Regions from separate parts of the Drosophila melanogaster genome. Here region 1 is linked to region 2. A link is a contact called in public HiChIP or PLAC-seq data. All regions are on one chromosome and are shown on one strand. Each heading gives the region's core, a stretch centred on a gene start, on an enhancer-like site or on the middle of the called end of the contact. The rest is flanking DNA. Distances are from core to core; before and after follow the strand shown.

What was found. HiChIP or PLAC-seq counts read pairs in DNA pulled down with a chosen protein or histone mark.
Region 1: a contact with region 2 is called in a POLR2A S2P HiChIP or PLAC-seq map of the Kc167 cell line, with 2.7 times the contacts expected there. The contact joins the promoter of DnaJ-1 here to the promoter of mthl2 in region 2. A contact is called at or near these places in 28 of 107 Hi-C or Micro-C datasets (the Clone 8 cell line, the D17-c3 cell line, the Kc167 cell line and 14 more) and 3 of 6 datasets of contacts at active chromatin or transcription factors (all in the Kc167 cell line).

The regions. Positions count from the first base shown.
Region 1 is chr3L:5,750,239-5,753,972 of dm6, reverse strand. DnaJ-1 (DnaJ-like-1) reads left to right here and starts at 1,784. Exons shown (of 1, transcript NM_168128.3): 1 at 1,784-3,734. The coding sequence starts at 2,380. The coding sequence ends at 3,384. Usp47 (Ubiquitin specific protease 47) reads right to left here and starts at 1,000. Exons shown (of 12, transcript NM_206279.4): 1 at 739-1,000.
Region 2 is chr3L:5,603,034-5,607,017 of dm6, reverse strand. It overlaps mthl2 (methuselah-like 2), which reads right to left and starts at 2,228. Exons shown (of 7, transcript NM_176284.3): 1 at 1,612-2,228; 2 at 1,395-1,548; 3 at 1,156-1,332; 4 at 844-1,095; 5 at 608-779; 6 at 352-546; 7 at 1-295. The coding sequence starts at 2,124. The coding sequence ends at 202. TM9SF3 (Transmembrane 9 superfamily protein member 3) reads left to right here and starts at 3,039. Exons shown (of 4, transcript NM_139722.4): 1 at 3,039-3,330; 2 at 3,389-3,946. The coding sequence starts at 3,220.

The DNA.
Region 1 (3,734 bases), core at 535-3,034, 150 kb before region 2:
ATGAATACAGATACACGGATTGCAACAGTACCCAAGCCACTTGTTTTAAACAAATAACAGGATAATGGGGAGTAATGTAAGCTATTGACTGGGTTACAATCAGGGGTCTGATAACAATCAAACATTGTCCAGTTGCCTTTTGCGAATATCAATGACCACTCACGAGTTGCAACTGATAACGATTATCGCCGCACAATGCAGTGGGTGGGTATTTCACTGGGGGGAACTTTTGGGTCCCTAGAACCCAGACGGATTACTCAATGAATATAGGCGATATGTTTGGGTTTACAGCGAAAGTGCTATTAATGTCGACCGTATGCTCTCTTCGATGTGCCAGCTCTCTATTTGCGGGAATGAATGACTATTTTTATGGGTCTGCCGTCGCTGCTACAATGCTGCATTGCTGCAGTGGGACATCCTTTGAACAGGCGCCATGCCAAAGGATATTCTTTGTGGAAGGGGGGGGGGGGGCAAGGGTTAAGGGTCACATTCGTTTGCGCAATACTTCCAGCGATGGGGCGGTGAACGGTGGGCGGGGCGATCGGTCAAGGCTTCGACTGTGGAACGTGACACGCATATGTCGGCCGGAGTTTGGCCCAAAAAGTGGCCCCAATGGTTGTCCTTCGCGCTGGCAATTAGTCCCTAGCAAGGCGCGTCCATATTTTGCAAAAATTCGTGGGGCGCCTTGTTTTCTTCTCTCTGTATGTGTGCATGTGTGTGTACCTCCGTCTCACTCACCTCAAGTGTGTGTGTGTGTATGAAAATACTGCGGTATACGGCTGCGTTTGTGTGTGAGTGTGGGTTTCGGCTCTACTCTCCCGATGATCCTGCTCCTCCGGTCCTAATCCCGGCCTGCTCGGCTGCTCCTGCGTCCTGACTGCGCTAGAAATTCGCTTAAAACGAGCCTCGACGGGTCATTTTTACAATTGTTTTTTGTTGTTCCGTTCGGCTGTTTTACCAGACGTGCTCGTTCCGGTGTGACTGCCCGCCGCTGACTGTAAAATACTAAACGCATTGCAGCTGTGGCAATGCCCAAGTCTTGGTCTTACGGTCACACTGGCAAAGTTTAAAAATTTATTTATTTCAACTTTCAGTTACTTTTCGTTGGCTTGAATATTACACTAAGAATTCAATTTGACACTTGCAATTTATACATTGTATATTATAATATATTATATGTATTATATTTTATATCATATAAAGATATTTATATCTATTGATCTTTTGATTATAAGCTCTTTGGTTGAACAATATAAGTGCAACTTTCTCCATCACCTTCCTATCTTTTTACAATATGCTTACCTCGTCAATACGTTTTTTCTATTTCAAATATTTCAATATTTCAAAGAAATATTTTGTTTATTTTTCTGTGTGTTTTTAAGCAATCTGACCCCTGTAGAAGAATCCCTTATAATATTAACAAATGTATCCTCAAAATAGATCGATCTCTATCTTCGCAGACTTACACGAAACATTCCAGAACCGATAGTTTTATGCGATATATGAGATTTAAGGAGTACTTTCCGCATTTCGCCATCACAGTCACGCTTTCCTTGGCATTTGCAATCAAATAAGCGCTAATAATAATCGTAAAAGCATAAGAAGCATATAAAGAAGAGTCACCGCCAAAAGCATGCACAAATATATATAAATGGGGAGCGATTTAAAAACAGTGCACTGTGTTTAAAACATCGACAGCTATCGGTTAGCATATCGATATTGACATTCGCAGTCAAACGTTTTCGAGATACAACCCTAAAATCCGAGAAGCATCCAGAAATTTCGACGTAGACGAGGGCGAACCTATAAAATGAGGTTGACGCACGAATCCCGCTCATTATTAAACAAAATTTTGAAGAGAAAGAAACTCTGAAGTAGGGTGTGTTTTTAGTGCGCAAGCCACATTTGGTGGATAAAGAAAAAAGCGAAGAAGAACAATTGAATTGAATCAATTGCGAGAAAGAGACAAAACTCATAAATATTTAAAGAACATTGCCCCGTGAAAATATAAATAGTGTGAATACACAGTGAACAATACCAACAATTGCACTTTGCCATTGCATTTTGCACTTTTCCACTTGGATTTTTGAACTTTTACGGATTCCCAGACAATCGCTTACATTTAAGGTAAGCTTCGTTGGACATATTGCCACATGTGGGCGCATCGATTTGATCTGCTGAAAGAAGCACATCGGGAGCGGAGCTCTCGTTGATGGTGACTACATACGTCACTCGCGTGACAACACGGCAGTTGCACAACTGTGCTGTTCTGTGCTTCTAGCACTTTCCATCGCCCCAACCCAGCAAGCTGGCAATCAGTATTCATTCTAATCTATAGCGTTCGTTCGTTTGTGTTTCCCCTATATTTTCAGCTGAGAGATGGGCAAAGACTTCTACAAGATTCTGGGCCTCGAGCGCAAGGCCAGCGACGATGAGATCAAGAAGGCCTACCGCAAACTGGCACTCAAATACCATCCCGACAAGAACAAGAGCCCACAGGCGGAGGAGCGCTTCAAGGAGATCGCCGAGGCGTACGAGGTGCTGTCGGACAAAAAGAAGCGCGACATCTTCGACAATTACGGTGAGGATGGATTGAAGGGCGGACAGCCGGGACCAGATGGCGGCGGTCAGCCGGGAGCGTACACTTACCAGTTCCACGGCGATCCGAGGGCCACATTTGCCCAGTTCTTTGGATCGTCGGATCCGTTTGGCGCGTTCTTTACCGGCGGCGATAACATGTTTAGTGGCGGTCAGGGCGGCAATACCAACGAGATCTTCTGGAACATTGGCGGCGACGATATGTTTGCCTTTAATGCCCAGGCACCCAGTCGCAAGCGCCAGCAGGATCCGCCCATCGAGCATGATCTGTTCGTGTCGCTGGAGGAAGTGGACAAGGGATGCATCAAGAAGATGAAAATCTCACGCATGGCCACCGGAAGCAATGGGCCGTACAAGGAGGAGAAGGTGCTGAGGATCACAGTGAAGCCGGGCTGGAAGGCCGGTACCAAGATTACCTTCCCCCAAGAGGGTGATTCGGCGCCAAACAAGACGCCAGCTGACATCGTCTTCATCATTCGCGACAAACCGCATTCGCTGTTCAAACGCGAGGGAATCGATCTAAAGTATACAGCCCAGATCAGTCTGAAGCAGGCCTTGTGCGGAGCACTGGTTAGTGTGCCCACGCTGCAGGGCAGCAGGATACAGGTGAATCCGAACCACGAGATCATCAAGCCCACCACAACGCGCCGGATCAACGGACTGGGTCTGCCGGTGCCCAAGGAGCCATCGAGGCGCGGCGATCTGATCGTCTCCTTCGACATTAAGTTTCCCGACACACTGGCACCCAGTCTGCAGAATCAGCTGTCCGAGCTGCTGCCCAACTAGGCTAGAGCTGTGCCAGCCACACACACACACACACACACGCATATAATTGTTATCACTTTAGTTAAGGCCTATATTTAATTTACCGTACGTACTCGTAAGACAACTTAGCCTAACCAATTGTAGCCCTAAGCTAGTGAGTGTGCCAAGCGAAGAGCTGTAGATATTGGCCGAGGATGCAAGCGCTGGATAGGATTAGGAAAGAGAACAACACACACACACACACACACATAAAGCAGCCCGTGTAGCCCGTTTCGTGTTGGAGACTGATCGATTATTAGCTATTTAGCATTACACAAATTCCATAAGTTGTTTTGTTTACCGCCACATGAATCGGTGCCTCAACATCTTAT
Region 2 (3,984 bases), core at 979-3,478:
ATGATGAGTAAAATATATTGTGGCACACTATAGTCGATTTTCTATAGTCGATGCACGTCATATAAAGAAAAATATTCATACATTTTGTGATTAAATGAATTCTATATAGAATGTAGAATGAAGTGAAATATATTCATACATTTTGTGAGAAAAAAAGTTATACTTTACTATTAAATTGATTAATTCGAAGAGAAGAAAATACTATGTCATGTTAAAATGCCTTTTTGTTTGAGAAATGGATTCAATCGTACTTTGAGTTGCAGATCTACTAAAGGCTCTCTGTTTGGGAAATATTCTGAAAAGAGACATTTTAGGGAACTGGTTACCCGAACTATGAACTATAAGACTTACTGTTTCTTGAATAGTACAAGAGTTTTGCGCCGCAGAATGAATAGCACAAATATAATGACGCCTTGGGACCAGTTGAAGTAGTCAGCTACCAGAAAGATATTGACCCACAGTTTCTCGCGTTGCACCAAGTAGGAGAATATCTCAAAGCTCCACGACATCCCCATCACAGTGAAGAGCAGCAGAAATTGTGTGTAACTGTAACGAATTGATAATATTTATCTTAAACTGACATTTTCAACTATTATAATTGATATACTTCTGTTTGTCCGAATTCAGCTTCTGTATTCTACCTTCATTGCGAGCAATCTTTCGAAGAGTCCTCTTGGAATCTATTATGTGTTTAGCCGTCAGAACAAACATAGTTATGTTGAAGAGAATCAGGAGCACCATCGGTCCATAGAAGTACACCATTGCAGACCAGCTTTTAGCTGAGGGTGGAAAGAAAAACATTGGTGAGCTGGTACCACAAGCCGGATACAAAACAGAACCCACTATAGATCCAGCAATGCCCTTCGTCGCCCACGCGAGGCTGCCACTCCTCGTTGTTCACAACGTTATCAGCCAGATAGGTGACTCCGGTCAAGGCCAAAGGCATTGCCCAGGCGAAGCAGCTGTATAGCAGAAACGCACGTTCTGACCGAATGTTCATCGAGGCACAGGGATTGGTAAGACATTTCCAATAGTGCCGACTGATGATAGATAGCCAAAAGAACGCAGCCATGACGAAAAAGTATCCCAAGAAACCTGTCGTAAATGGTCAATGGTTTGTCAAGTTGTGTTGAAATGCATCCCCTCTAAGCTAACCTGCTGCTTTACAGAAATCGAGCGATAACTCCCACAGATCAAGGAGTAGGAACAGGTATCCGAAAAATAGGCACATCATGTAACAGATGAAACACTTGCCCTCCAAATTCATTAGCTTCTTAACGCACAGGTACACGGCGATGGTAAGAACCAAGCATATCAACGATGTGATCATCACTATGGAAATAGGAAAGATATAGAACTGGGAGCTACCATGCAAGCAATGGGCATCATCTTACCAACGGTCTGTCCCGTTCTGGATGGCAGTATCAAGCAGTTGTGGGGTATAATGCGAATGGAGTTGTTGTTACCTTCGCCGAATGTTCGGTGCTGCAGACAGTACTCCGACTTGTCCAAATACACTTGATCGTAGTGGCGCAGCAATCTTCCATTCTGCAGAGAGCCAAAGCATAAATAAATCCTGCCCAAAAATGCTTATTTTTCGAGCAGCCATACCTCGAACAAGGTGTACTCATCCATTATATCCCGGTTGTCTAGGTAAAACATATCATCGCAGGGCTTTGGCAGATCCCACTGCACCATGAGCTCCTTCTTATAGTGCCTTTGCACCACTGATCCGTCGTCCAGGGTCACATTTAGCATGGGGTCCAGTAATTCGTTCTCCTCCGTCGTCATGTTGGCGTAGCATTCGCCCATATCCATTATGTGGTCATGTGGGCAGCAAAACCTGACGCAAGTCCTTAGCTTGCACACACATCCTCTCACGTGACTTGGCACCTGCTCCTTATCTCCATTCGCCAGAAGCTTGAATTCATACTTGGCCGTCAAATGGGCGGGAATAAGTAATCCCTCGTAGAGGTATGATCCATTCGAGAGCCTCTGGCCTTCCGAGATATCAACGGTATCATAGAAACTGCAGTCGGCAATCTCAGCACTCGAAGATTGCAGATTCAGCAAGAAATATATTAGGATCGATGCAGAAAGTAACATTTTTGAACTAGCAATCATATAGTTAGCTGGACATTCTTTAAATATTACTTAAATAAATAAGAATGTAGTGGTACTACAAAATAGCAGCGACTTCACTTTGCGGATGCTGTTTTACGATTGGCACAAACTAACTGGGAAAGCGTTATGAAAAGGGAATGTAAAAATTATTATTTTGATAAAAAAGGCTTATCGGACATTCCAATTCGTTGCTCATTTCTGAGCCATCTTTTTTTCCTACTGAGCGAGGGTTGATAAATTATGTATAAAACTTAAATTATGTATGTATTATTCAAGCAACTGCTTAGGTAAACTATTCTTTTTCTTTTATTCTTTTTTTTTTACATATTAACAATAGTATTACATAAGCTTATTTATATAAATAAATCATTTAAAAAACACAATTTTTAACTTTTCAAAAGTAATGCAGCTTATCAGTTTTCTGTAGCATAAAATAAAATATAAATGGAATTTTAAGTATTTGGTACTGACTGTAGGTTCCTTAAAAACTATTTGTGAGATACATTCGAATAGCCCGCCAAGGTGATTCCGCTATGCGATAGTTGGTATTTTTGTAACGTTTTTCCCATCGATACGTTCCCAGTCACGTTTTCGTTGGCATTAGAAGTGGAGAAACATCGATGTTGGCGAACATCCATGTTTTCGATGTCTTTGGCAAAAAACAAATAAATTGATCTTTAAAAAAAAAACTTACATTTCAGATATTTATCCATGTCTTCCAAGACACCAGCCTACACCACCGGCGAGTCACAATAAATATGCAATATGCTATTAATAATTGTATTAGAAAATATGGAAATTAATTTAGACTTACAATTTACACACTTTGCTGTTTCTATGCGCTGAAAACATCGACGATTCCTCGAAAAACATCGACGTTTTTGATTTTTCGAAAACATCGATGACATCGATGTTGGCATCGATGTTTCTCCACCTCTAAGATACAACCCTAAAATATTTCTGCTGTCGGCAAATCTGAGTGTTTGCCACAAAACTGTTTGAAAACGCAATCCCAGCGAGGGCAACCGAATCAGGCCGGCAGAGCGAGGTCACCAGGAAGACGCGCAAACGAGGTCACCACCTGCACAAGACACAATGGGCAGCAGCGCCACGCAAACCACGGTGCCGTTCCGTGCAATTTGTTTATGTCTGCTGATCGCCAGCTGCTACGTGTCGCTCTCCCAGGCAGATGAGCACAATCACAAGGTGAGTCCGGATGCCACATCCCTCGAGCACCGAATACATGATCCACTTTGCCACGCAGTACAATGACCGGGAGGAGGTGGTACTGTGGATGAACACGGTGGGCCCGTACCACAATCGGCAGGAGACGTACGCGTACTTCTCTCTCCCCTTTTGCAGTGGCCAGAAGTCCTCGATATCGCACTACCACGAGACGCTGAGCGAGGCGCTGCAAGGAGTCGAGCTAGAGTTCAGTGGCTACGAGATGGAGTTCAAGAGCGACGCCCCCAAATCGGTCATCTGCATGGTCACCTTGCAGGAGGAGAGCGCCAAGGCATTCACCTATGCCGTGAAGAACGAGTACTGGTACCAGATGTACATCGATGGACTGCCCATTTGGGGAAAAGTCGGTGAGCGCGACGAGCGCGATGGCAAGTACTATATCTTCACGCACAAGAAGTTCGACATCGGCTACAATGGCCAGCAAATCGTGGATATCACCCTGACCACCGAGGGCCGCGAGGAACTCAAGCCGGGATCCCACATCAACTTCTCCTACGAGGTCAACTGGAAGCCCAGCAAGGTGGAGTTCAAGAATCGATTCGACAAGTACCTGGATCCCAACTTCTTCCAGCACAGGGTGCGTATAGTTCAACTAGTTTTACTCCACAACTTTCA